2 separate regions of the Mus musculus genome follow, and region 2 is linked to region 1. A link is a contact called in public Hi-C data. All regions are on one chromosome and are shown on one strand. Each heading gives the region's core, a stretch centred on a gene start, on an enhancer-like site or on the middle of the called end of the contact. The rest is flanking DNA. Distances are from core to core; before and after follow the strand shown. Region 1 overlaps Nmnat2 (nicotinamide nucleotide adenylyltransferase 2). Region 2 overlaps Lamc1 (laminin, gamma 1).

Region 1 (5,208 bases), core at 1,096-3,595:
GCTATAGAGAAACAAAATAATGAGTGAAAGAAAAAAAAAAGAAAGAGGAAGAGAGAGAGAGAAGGAAGGGAGGGGTTATGACAAAGGAACTCTCATGAATATATGTGTGGTAACAAGAAATACAGATTGCTAAAGCCATAACCTTCCAAAAGAATACATTTACAAGAACATCCATCTAGGGTCCCTCTCTTCAACCCCAGGCTCACGACATCCTTGTTATTCACCCCTGTAGTGGAGGAGTATTGTTTCAAAGTATCTACTTAAGCCTCCCCATTTCCCCCTTTGAACACTTCCCCTGCCTGGCCCTCAAGTAACACCTCTTCCCATTGCAGGGTCCACTGTTCCCCGATCATCCTCAGCATCCCTTGCTGTTCAAACTGACAAAACACCAAAGGGATGCTCTGTTCAAACCAGGACACCGCTCAGCCCCTCCCCTCTCCTTCTCCGATACTGTCGCCTCATTCCAACTCCTAAATGCTCCCCCATCTCAGAAGGTTCGTCTCTGTCTTCTCCTGTTTCACTCTTGGAGTCTATTACTTCACCTCCTCTGGTAACTCAGAGAGTTGCTCTCCGAGGACATTAGTGCTGCTATTCTGTGGTCTCTCTTTCTCTCCTTTCTTCCACTCATTTGGCCAGAAGAAATCTATCCCAGCACGCCCATGATGGACAGAGAAGGCAAAGGGAGAAAATGGGGGAAGCCAGCGGGAGGAAGAAGACCACAGGAGCTTCCCAGCGACACAGCTGGGAGGCAGAAAGATGGGGAAACTCCCGCATAGGACCTTCAGGGATTACCTCCCCTCCCAGTCCCATGGGAGTCCCCAACGACTCTTGTCTGATGGGACAAGAATGTTCTGTTGATTCCCCATGTGGAGGACTCCCTTGTAGAATAGTGGGAGCAAAAGGAAAAAAAGACAAATGAAAGAAAAGAGAGATGGAGGGAGGAGGGAAGAGATGGAGGGAGGAGGGGGAGAAAGAGAGCTAGCACTGCTACCTTAGCAGGTGGAAGCAGGAGGCAGACAGGCCCATCCCCAATCCCTCCCCCCTCCCCCCACCCCCCTCTACCCCTGCCTCTGTGCTGGAGGCCCTGCTGAGAGGGGAGGCCTTGCCTGAGATACTCTTAGTGTCCTGCCCTGCTTCTGGTTCTCCTTGTGCCTCTGGAAAATCACCGTGATCCTTGGAGCTGGTAGACACGCGTGTATGCGCCATGTCAGTTCAGCCCGGCAACCGCTGGAGCAGGAGGCATTGCGTTGGAATGATCAGTTTAGAAAGTAAACTCCTCCAGGTTGAGCTTTCATAGAAATCCTAGTGTTCCCTGTGCTTGGTTTCCCACACTGGTGCATAGTAGGTGCTCAATGCTGATGCAATCTAATTGATGCAAGGTGATTTATTTTTTACAGGCAGGCCTCCAGAAGTCCAAAGCCAGGGCCATTTTCCCGTGGAAACAGACCAGACTCTATCTAACCTTGACTTCCAGTTCAGTATACCCACCGTGACAGTCCCAGGAAGGGCAGGGGCGCACACTCCCATATCTCCACAGAGATTGCCTGGCAGCAAGGGCAGTACAGAGGCTGTGTGTAGACTCAGTGTCACCCCTTCTATGGCCTTAGATGCAAGTCCTAAGGGCTGGAGAGATGGCTCCGTGGTTAAAAATGCTTACTGTTCTTGTGGGGGATCCAGTACTGACCTCAGAGGGCTCACACTGCCTTTACCTCCAGTTCCAGAGGATCTGAGCCCTCATTTGGCCACTGTGGTGTCTTATTAAGGTTTCTATTGCTGTGCTGAATACACCATGACCAAAATCCAAGTTGAGGAGGAAAGGGTTTATTTCGCTTACACTTTCATATCACTGTTTGTCATTGAAGGAAATCAGGACAGGAACTCAATCAAGGCAGGAACTGATGCAGCGGCCATTGAGGGGTGCTGCTTAGTGGCTTGCTCCCCATGACTTGCTCAGCCTGCTGGCTTATCGAACCCAGGACCACCAGCCCAGGGATTGCCCCACACCCAACTGGCTGGGTCTGCCTCCATCGATCACTAATCAAGAGAATGCCCTACAGCCGGATCCTATAGAGGCATTTTCTCAGTTGAGGTTTCCCTCCTTTCAGATATCTCGCTGTGTCAAGCTATCATAAAACTGCACAGCACAATGGGTACCTGCACTTACATACACAACACTCACCCCGGCCCCACACAGACGTACAGATACGATCTTCTGTTTGTTTTTGTTGTCTGAGACACCACACCCTCTGCTGGGCGTCTATCAAGGGAAAGAATAGATGGAGGCCAGTAACTGGGTTTCTTTGGTGTGTGTCTCACCAGGGCACAGCAGATGGAGCCCGTGGCCTCCGGCTCACTCCAGGCAGGAAGGATGCTGGGCTTTTCCCAAGGAGAGGGGGTTGTGTAATGATCCCACTGCCTTGGCCTCCCTGACCCCGCCTTTGGCTTCCAGAGACTCCGTGCCCTCAGAAATTCCGCCCACTGCTCTCTTTAGGGGATTTCCTTTCTCAGGGAGAACAAAATGACCTCTTTTGGTTTTTCAAAAACTGCCTGGGAACGAGTTTCCCAGAGCTGACCTAACTCTCGGCAGACGACTCAAATGGAGTCCTTTCTTGTGAGCCTTGCCTCTGCGGCCCTGGTCTCCACTCCCACCCACAGAGGCCAAGTCTCTCCTCTAACCTGGGTGTTTCTCCTTCAGACATGACTGAGGTCTGCCAACAAGAGAGAGTGTCAGGCTGGACGCCCAGAGGGGCTAGATAGCTAGGCCACAGAACCACTAGTTACCTTAAGGCCCAGGGAACAATGGCTGGCACATTAAATTCTTGTTGTTATTAGTCCGGTTCCAGTGAATGATGGCATGAGCCGTACATGTATATGTATAGGGGTGTGTGTGTGTGTGTGTGTGTGTGTGTGTGTGTGTGTATGTACAGATATGTGTATATGCAAGTGCCTGAGATCTGGTGTCTTCTCAGTGGATTTCATGTGTGTATGTGTATGAATATATATGTGTATGTGTAAATAAATATATATTTATATATAATTTAAACATATAAAATATATACATAAATTTATATAAACATATCAATGCATAAATTTATATAAATACATAATTGTTTGTTTAAATTTATATAAATATTTATATAAATATAGGTAAATATATAAAGATATATATTTCTTTTTTCTTTTCTTTTTTTTTTTTTTTAAAGATGAGGTCTCTCACTGAACCTGGAACGAGCTCCAGGTATCCTCCTGGTTCTTTCTCTAGCCACTGCAGTCTCTTGTCTCTGAGCCTTCTCTTATCTTTTAATAAAGAAAGAGGAAAACAGAGTCAACTTTCCTCGGTTTCTTCACTTCCCAAGGCTTGCACAAAGCTGGGTATGATGGTCTATGTCTATAATCCCCAGTACTTGGAAGCAAGAAGATTAGGAGCTAAGCTACATAGCAAGTTTGAGGCCAAAAAAAAAAAAAAAAAAAAAAAAAAAAAGTATGTGTTTTTCAGGGAAGACTTAGCATACAAGTCTACTTGTGGTTACTGTTGGGCTCCTACTCAGCAGGAATTAAAGGCTGGGGCACAGAGACGGGCACTGCACACGTGCCAAATCTGAGTTCCAAGAGAATTGGCTACTTTGGATTTCCAGCAGATCTTGAAGGATGTGTGAGAAATTGCTTGGTTTAATCAGTGTTTGCTTAGTGTCAAACCTATCTGAAATGTCCTGATAAGGGCTTGGGGGTGGGCTTTGTTTGGGGTGCATAAGGCAATAAACTGGAGGAGGTGCAGTTCCTGCCCTTCAGAAAACTGGCAGTACCCCACACCCCTGGACAGTCTTTCACACACCCATGCCTGGCCAGCTCTGAGGCCTGGGGGATGCCTGGTGCTGCATCAGCCTTTGGAAGCAACCTGGGGGTGTTGTTCAGCTCAGCCTATGATCTGATCTCCATAGACAGGAAAGAGATTGTGAGGGGACGGGGAAGGAGAGCAGGCATGCATGCAGACACACATGCCTATGTGTGGTATGTGGGGTGAATCTGCTCCCTTTTCAAGCTGAGAGGTCTAGAGTGGAGGAAGAGGCCAACCCTCTCCTCTTGCTCACAACACACAGAGCAACCACTGATCTCAGTAGGGAGTCGCAGCCACAGTAATGCCCCCCCCCCCCAGTGACACAGACACTTGGCTTGCCACCCACGCCCTCTTCATCGTTCACATGACTCCTGTGACCTCTGCCAAAATGAATACCAGATTCCAGGAAAGAAAGCTCCTGGGAACCCGAACCTGTGGAGTTGGAGGGGAGTCCAGTGATGTCACTACCGCTGCTACATGCACATCAGAAGCGTCCCAAGGAGAGGAAGCAAGCCCACCCTATCCCTAGGGTGGCAAAGCATTTCAGTAGCTGTTAGGAAGATGAACCCTGAATCCCCTGAGTGGTTTGCTCAATTCCTGGGCTACTGTGATATCTTAAGAATGTTTTGGATGCAATACTTTTAACTGGATTGAATTAAATATCCATGTGTTCTCTGGATGGGCACCGGGTGAGAGACTTAGAACTAACTGCTGAGCATGTTACTCAACACTCCACTCGGGAAATGAGTCTGAGTGTTCAGAGTGTGCAGATGCTTTTTGCCCCGCGATGTATTTTGTGCTTGTTTTTTCCATCTTGTTGAAACAACTGGGAGCCGGTTCTGTGTGCTGCGCTCACCACCAGTGTCCTGGACAGCCCGGCGACTGGGCTTTCATTGTTCCGGAATGGTCAGCAGCATAATTTTGCAGGGATAAAATGCAAAACTGTAAAAAGGGGTAAAAAGAGGTAAAAATGATCCACATACGAGAAGATGTATAATTGGTTGAAATACTTGAGTGTCAGGTTAAGCTCTTGGTGGTTGTTTTAAGACAGGGCTTTACACTGTGTAACCCAGGTTGGCGTTGAACTCATCTGTCTTGTTTTTTTTTTTTTGTTTTTTTTTTGGTTTTTCGAGACAGGGTTTCTCTGTGTAGCCCTGGCTGTCCTGGAACTCACTCTGTAGACCAGGCTGGCCTCGAACTCAGAAATCCACCTGCCTCTGCCTCCCAAGTGCTGGGATTAAAGGCATGCGCCACCACTGCCTGGCGGGAATTTAAATTCCTAAAAAACAGCACATACACCATGTTCTACCCTTCCCTACGAGCAACTGCAGTTATAAGAGAAAAGTTCACATTTATCCTGGGAATTCAGGTTT
Region 2 (5,208 bases), core at 786-3,285, 180 kb after region 1:
GGGTTTCTATTCTTGCACAAACATCATGACCAAGAAGCAAGCTGGGGAGGAAAGGGTTTATTCAGCTTACACTTTCATGTTGCTGTTCATCACCAAAGGAAGTCAAGACTGGAACTGAAGCAGGTCAGGAAGCAGAAACTGATGCAGAGGCCATGGAGGGATGTTCTTTACTGGCTTGCTTTCCCTGGCTTGCTCAGCCTGCTCTCTTATACAGCCAAGACTACCAGCCCAGGGATGATACCACCCACAAGGGCCCTCCTCCCTTGATCACTAATTGAGAAAATGTCTTACAGCTGGATCTCATGGAGGCATTTCCTCAACTGAAGCTCCTTTCTCTGTGATAACTCCAGCCTGTGTCAAGTTGACACAAAACCAGCAAGTACAGACGGTCAAGAATTATTTGCATGCATTTATACAACCTAACGGATAAAGAAGGTGTAAAGCCCCTGCTTTAGCTTGCTTTCATTCTAGGCACATAATTTATTATTATTGGTCTCTGAGACAGATAAAATATTATCTCTCTTCCCTTTAAGAAAAAAAAAAACATAAAAGAATCCATCCCCAGTCTTTGGTGGCTATATGACTCTCTCGTAATGGAGGTCCTAAGAAAGCTCAGTTCTCTACCACACTGGGTTAAATTGAGAGCTCAGCGCTTATATGTCCCTGAAACAAGATAAGACAAAACAAAGCTTTTCTCTTGTTTGGTGTGAAAGTTTTCACTTCATCAAATTGTTCTTTGGTTGGCAAGTGGAGAGAATTCTGAGCTCTGAAGTGCAGTCAGGTTCAAGTATTATTTTATTCTCCCACTGAGCCTTTCTCTTCAAATCCCTTAAAGACGCTCCACCAGCAGGCAGAACTAAGAGGAAATGGCTGTTTAACTGTAGGCTGGACCTTGGCCATAGTGGCATCCCTAGCTGGCAGCTCATCTCAGCCCCAGGGAAGGCACCTAAGTACTTGAACTTAATAGAGTCCCATTCGCCTTCACTCTAGAATCGACAGCCTATCAGTGTCGCGCCGATGCAAGCTGCCCTTACAAGGTTCTGCCAAGCAAGACACTGTGTACAAGGTGTCTTTAAATAAGCAAGAGCTAAACAAAACATTAATATGAATGCCTTAATGATGCTTTTAGAGAATGTGACTCTGCATCAGTGGACTCAGCCCTGCAAGCGGTGGCTGCAGCAACCCTTCTGTTACTTACCTAGCTGATCCAAGAGGTTGTTCAGCTGGCTGAGGAGGCTGCTGACAGAGTTTTTGGCCTTTCTGGCATTGAGCTCAGCCTCCTGAGCAGCCTGCGAAGCCTGTAGTGGAAGAGGATAAACAGCATGAATACTTCGGACTTTGTGTTTTCTTCTTCTCTAAATATTTTCCTCCAGTGCACCAGCAGGTCTATTTTCAGATGTGTTTCCCTTGAATCAGAGTCGCTCTCACTGCAGGGTTTTTGGGGGTGGTATCTTCAGGTGGAGGATGTTATTTCTACTGCATAGTACAGTATATGCTTTTTGTTGTTGTTTTGGTTTTTTGGTTTTGTTTTGTTCTTTAAGACAGAGTTACTATGTAACCTAAGCTGGTTTCAAATGCAAGGTCCTCCTGTCTCAACCTTCGGAGTGCTGGGACTGTACTACTGTGCCTGGGTACCCCTAATGATGTATGCAGTCAGAAAACCAATACTATCCCATTTTCTCCCTTCCCCTCACTTGAGAACACTTTGGGGCAAACACATGATAAAATGGATTAAGTAGAAACAGGTTATTTTGTTTTAAGTTCGAGTTGAATGTAGGAATTATTATTCTAGAATGTGGATATTCTCAGGGCCCTCATTATTAGAGATGTTCTATTCTTGGAGAGAATAAAAGCGAGGCTTTTCTGAAAATTCTCTGTCAACTTATAAAAACACCCACACCCACACACGCACACACACACCCACACACATACACACACAACAATGGATATTTTCAAAGCCAACCAAAGGTAAACATACTTGGGAACGTTCCATGAAACCTGAACAAACACACAGAGCGTGAGTCACAGGATGCAGTGGAGGAAAAGGAAACATCCCTGTATCAGAAAGCAGATGCTCTCCCGACAAACCCAAAGCAGGACAGAAAGGAGTGGCTCTGCACTCCCAGTCACTAATTATTTTTCCTAGTTTTGGGGTCAGGACAAAGCAAACATTTGGGGATCAAAACATTGTGGGAATTTTAAAAACAGAAAAAAAAATTTTAAATTCAGTTCCAATTGCAGCTGTTCTCGGAGCCCATACAGGCTTCCTGCGAGTTTCTGGGACTGGGACACACGGCTGGAGCCCATACAGGCTTCCTGCGAGTTTCTGGGACTGGGACACAGAGCTGGGCTGTGTTTAACCTGTGGCCTTTGGTATCTTCCAGAAAGAATCACAACCTGTCTGGTTGAAGAAAATGTTACACTCAGGTAAAACTAGCTGAATGGTGGCCTTTCAAAACTGATAGAGTTACAAAAGAGTACAGAGAAGGATGGCTTGCTGCTCTCAAAAAGATATGGACCAAAAATAACGAAAGAAAAACTTAGTTTTCCCTCTTTGAAGTAAACCCAGATCCCTTTTTGGAACTGGCAAATCTGTATCCTTCGCTGTTTTCAGTGCTTTAAATACAATGCTCCCGTCAGAGTGCACCCACAGGGCTGGCAAGATGGCTGACTGGGAAAGAGGACTCACCACTAGGCTTGACGACCTGAGATCGCATGCTAACATCCACATGGTGGATGGAAAGAACCAACTCCCACTAGTTGTCCCGAGACCTCCACATGTGCCTTATGGCACGCATGCATCAAAAACACATGAAATAAATAAGTAATTTTAAAAATGAAGTACAGAGAAAAAAGAGAAAGACTAACGATTGCTTCATGGTCCTTTTCATTTGAGCCTCGCTTTGCATAAAAAAAAATCACAGAACAATCCAACACAAAGTTTAAAATCTCAGCTCTTTAACTAGGTGTGGTGGTGCACACCTTTAATCCCAGCATTTGGGAAGCTGAGACAGGAGGATTTCTATGAGTTCAAAGCCATCATAGTGCACACAGAGAGCTCCAGGTCAGTCAAAGCTACATAGTAAAACCACCCCGTCTCAAACAAACAAACAAACAAACAAACAAACAAAAACAAACAAATAAATAAGCCTCCAAATGCAGCTGCCTGTACAGCTGTGTACAGAACTGGCATCATTCCCACAGGCCTTGCACTTTGTCCCAAAGTAAACCCAGCTCGAGGCCCTGTGTTGGGGGCTTGGGAAAACTGGGCTTCTTCCTGCCACTGCAAGGGTGTGAGCAAACAGGCTGATATACACTGTCCCTGTGACTGCAACACAGAACAGGACAGGGACAGTCACACTACCACCCCAGGAAGTTCTTCTGAATGCAAAATACAGCACCGAATGAACAGAGCTGACCCTCATTCCCCACTGCCCCGTAGAGTCACAGATTAACTCTTCCACGTGGCGTGAGACGTGCACGTTACCACAGGCTTCCGTGCAGTGCTACAGAGTGCCTCACCAATGTCTTATATAACAAACTGGCTTCTGCCTCTAGTGAGCGAGCAGCTGGGAAAACTGGGAATGAAATGAGCTTTTCATTGCAATCTCCTTTTCTAAGTTATTTTATCCCGTGTAGGAATTATCCATTCAAACTACGTTAAAAAACATCACATACCCACAATTGCATTCTGTTCTGTTCTGTTTTGTTTTAAGTGTTCTGGGACTGCAGCTGTGCTTTGGTATGGGGGCAATTGTGCAACATCAATACCTGGCAAAGGAGTCAAATTCTTTGTCTTCTACGCAAGCTACTGACCCAATTCTTGAGGAAGAAAATGCAATACAAACGGAAACTCACAGGAATTGGGCATCGGGTGGGGGTGGGGTCCTTCCCAGTGAGCACCCCTGACCTCTGCCTCTTACCATCCCTGCCATCATCATGTCCTGGTCGGCATCATCTTGCTTCTTCTTCAGCTCATTCTCTGCCTCCTCCAGCTGCCTCAGCATACCATTCACCTCATTATCCAGATCTGTAACTTCCCCGAAGGTTCTTTCTGCGTCCGCCTTGGTACTGGTGGCATTCTGGGTACAGGAGAAGCAACGGTCGGCAGAGGCAAGCCAAAGCTCCTAGAGCAACCCTCCCTGTTCTAGTGCACATGCGTACTCCCTTTTGTAATCTGTAGAATGGCTCAGGGTGCAGTCCAGAAAGAATGTCACAATGACAGTTACTATCACTGCTCAACTCGTTATTCATTAGGTTCTCATTAAAAGAAAAAAAAAATCACTGTCAAACACAACAGCATTTTATACAGTTTTTTCATTGTGCCCTCTTCTTTACTGTTGAGAATTCCCTGTCCTAGTATAACCATGTTTAGCTGAGGTCACACACAGACAACAAATAAAACTGTAACTGTGAACCCTTTCCACTGCAATGCAGTTACCACACTTGACTGTTCTTGTGAGCTTAGCATCATCTACCAAAGACTACATCCTGAAATATGAGCATCTCATGAGACAGAATCTATTTAAAACTGACCCTTTCAAAGAAATTAAAATGGTCTGTGATTCTCAAAACACTTAATTTTAAAACAAGCTCTAATCTTTCGGTAACATAAAAAAGCCGGCCTGAAGAAATGCCTCTTTTATAGCTCTGGCTGTCCTAGAACTCACTTTGTAGACCAGGCTACCTCTGCCTCCCAAGTGCTGGGATCAAAGGCGTGCGCCACCACACCCGGTGAAGAAATGCCTCTTTAGCGTGAGTGAAGACAGCCTCTGTAGTGCTGGCCACAGCAGCTCTATGGAGGGTCTAGAGAACGTTTATGCAGGGAGAGAGCAGGAACCTTGGTGGGCGGGGACTATGATGTAAAAACCACCCCCTTCACAACTCAATCCAACACCCAGACAGTAGAAAGTCCTCTTCCTGGTTCTCTTTCTTCGGTCATTGTACTTATTCTCATTAGCATTGAAAAGAAAAGAAACAGACAGGGATGGTTCCAGAGAGTTCTGTGTGCGATGTGCAAGCAGGAGCTGGAGAAGATGGAAGTGCTCACCTTCTGCACGGCGCTGGCAATCCTCTCTGCCTCATGGGCCTTGTTCTTGGCCTCCGTGGCGTCAGCGGCAGCATTGCCCAGCGCTAGCTGGGCCTCCCTTGTCTTCTCATTGGCTTCAGCTATGGTCCGGTTGATGGCGGGAATTCTCCTTAGAGCTT

Evidence for each region. A called contact is a pair of places that touch in the nucleus more often than the background predicts.
Region 2: a contact with region 1 is called in a Hi-C map of muscle stem cells, with 3 times the contacts expected there. The contact joins two enhancer-like sites. A contact is called at or near these places in 1 of 15 datasets of contacts at CTCF or cohesin (the NIH/3T3 cell line), 13 of 484 Hi-C or Micro-C datasets (the C3H10T1/2 cell line, the HL-1 cell line, adipose-derived mesenchymal stem cells and 9 more), 5 of 115 datasets of contacts at active chromatin or transcription factors (embryonic stem cells, fibro-adipogenic progenitors, heart atrium and 2 more) and 3 of 9 other capture datasets (adipose tissue, liver and pancreatic islet).

The regions. Positions count from the first base shown.
Region 1 is chr1:153,045,951-153,051,158 of GRCm38.p6, forward strand. The region is part of intron 1 of Nmnat2 (nicotinamide nucleotide adenylyltransferase 2); the gene reads left to right. Among named protein-coding and RNA genes, the nearest start is that of Nmnat2, 93 kb to the left of the region's middle. Within about 2 kb of position 2,346, at least 83 of the 459 cell types and tissues checked have an H3K27ac peak or open chromatin away from gene starts, as enhancers often do. A contact at or near this core is called in the HL-1 cell line, muscle stem cells, neural progenitor cells and 1 more, where this site is marked.
Region 2 is chr1:153,222,461-153,227,668 of GRCm38.p6, forward strand. Lamc1 (laminin, gamma 1) reads right to left here. Exons shown (of 28, transcript NM_010683.2): 25 at 5,051-5,208; 26 at 3,924-4,082; 27 at 1,199-1,298. Among named protein-coding and RNA genes, the nearest start is that of Lamc2, 39 kb to the left of the region's middle. Within about 2 kb of position 2,036, at least 41 of the 459 cell types and tissues checked have an H3K27ac peak or open chromatin away from gene starts, as enhancers often do. A contact at or near this core is called in the HL-1 cell line, muscle stem cells, neural progenitor cells and 1 more, where this site is marked.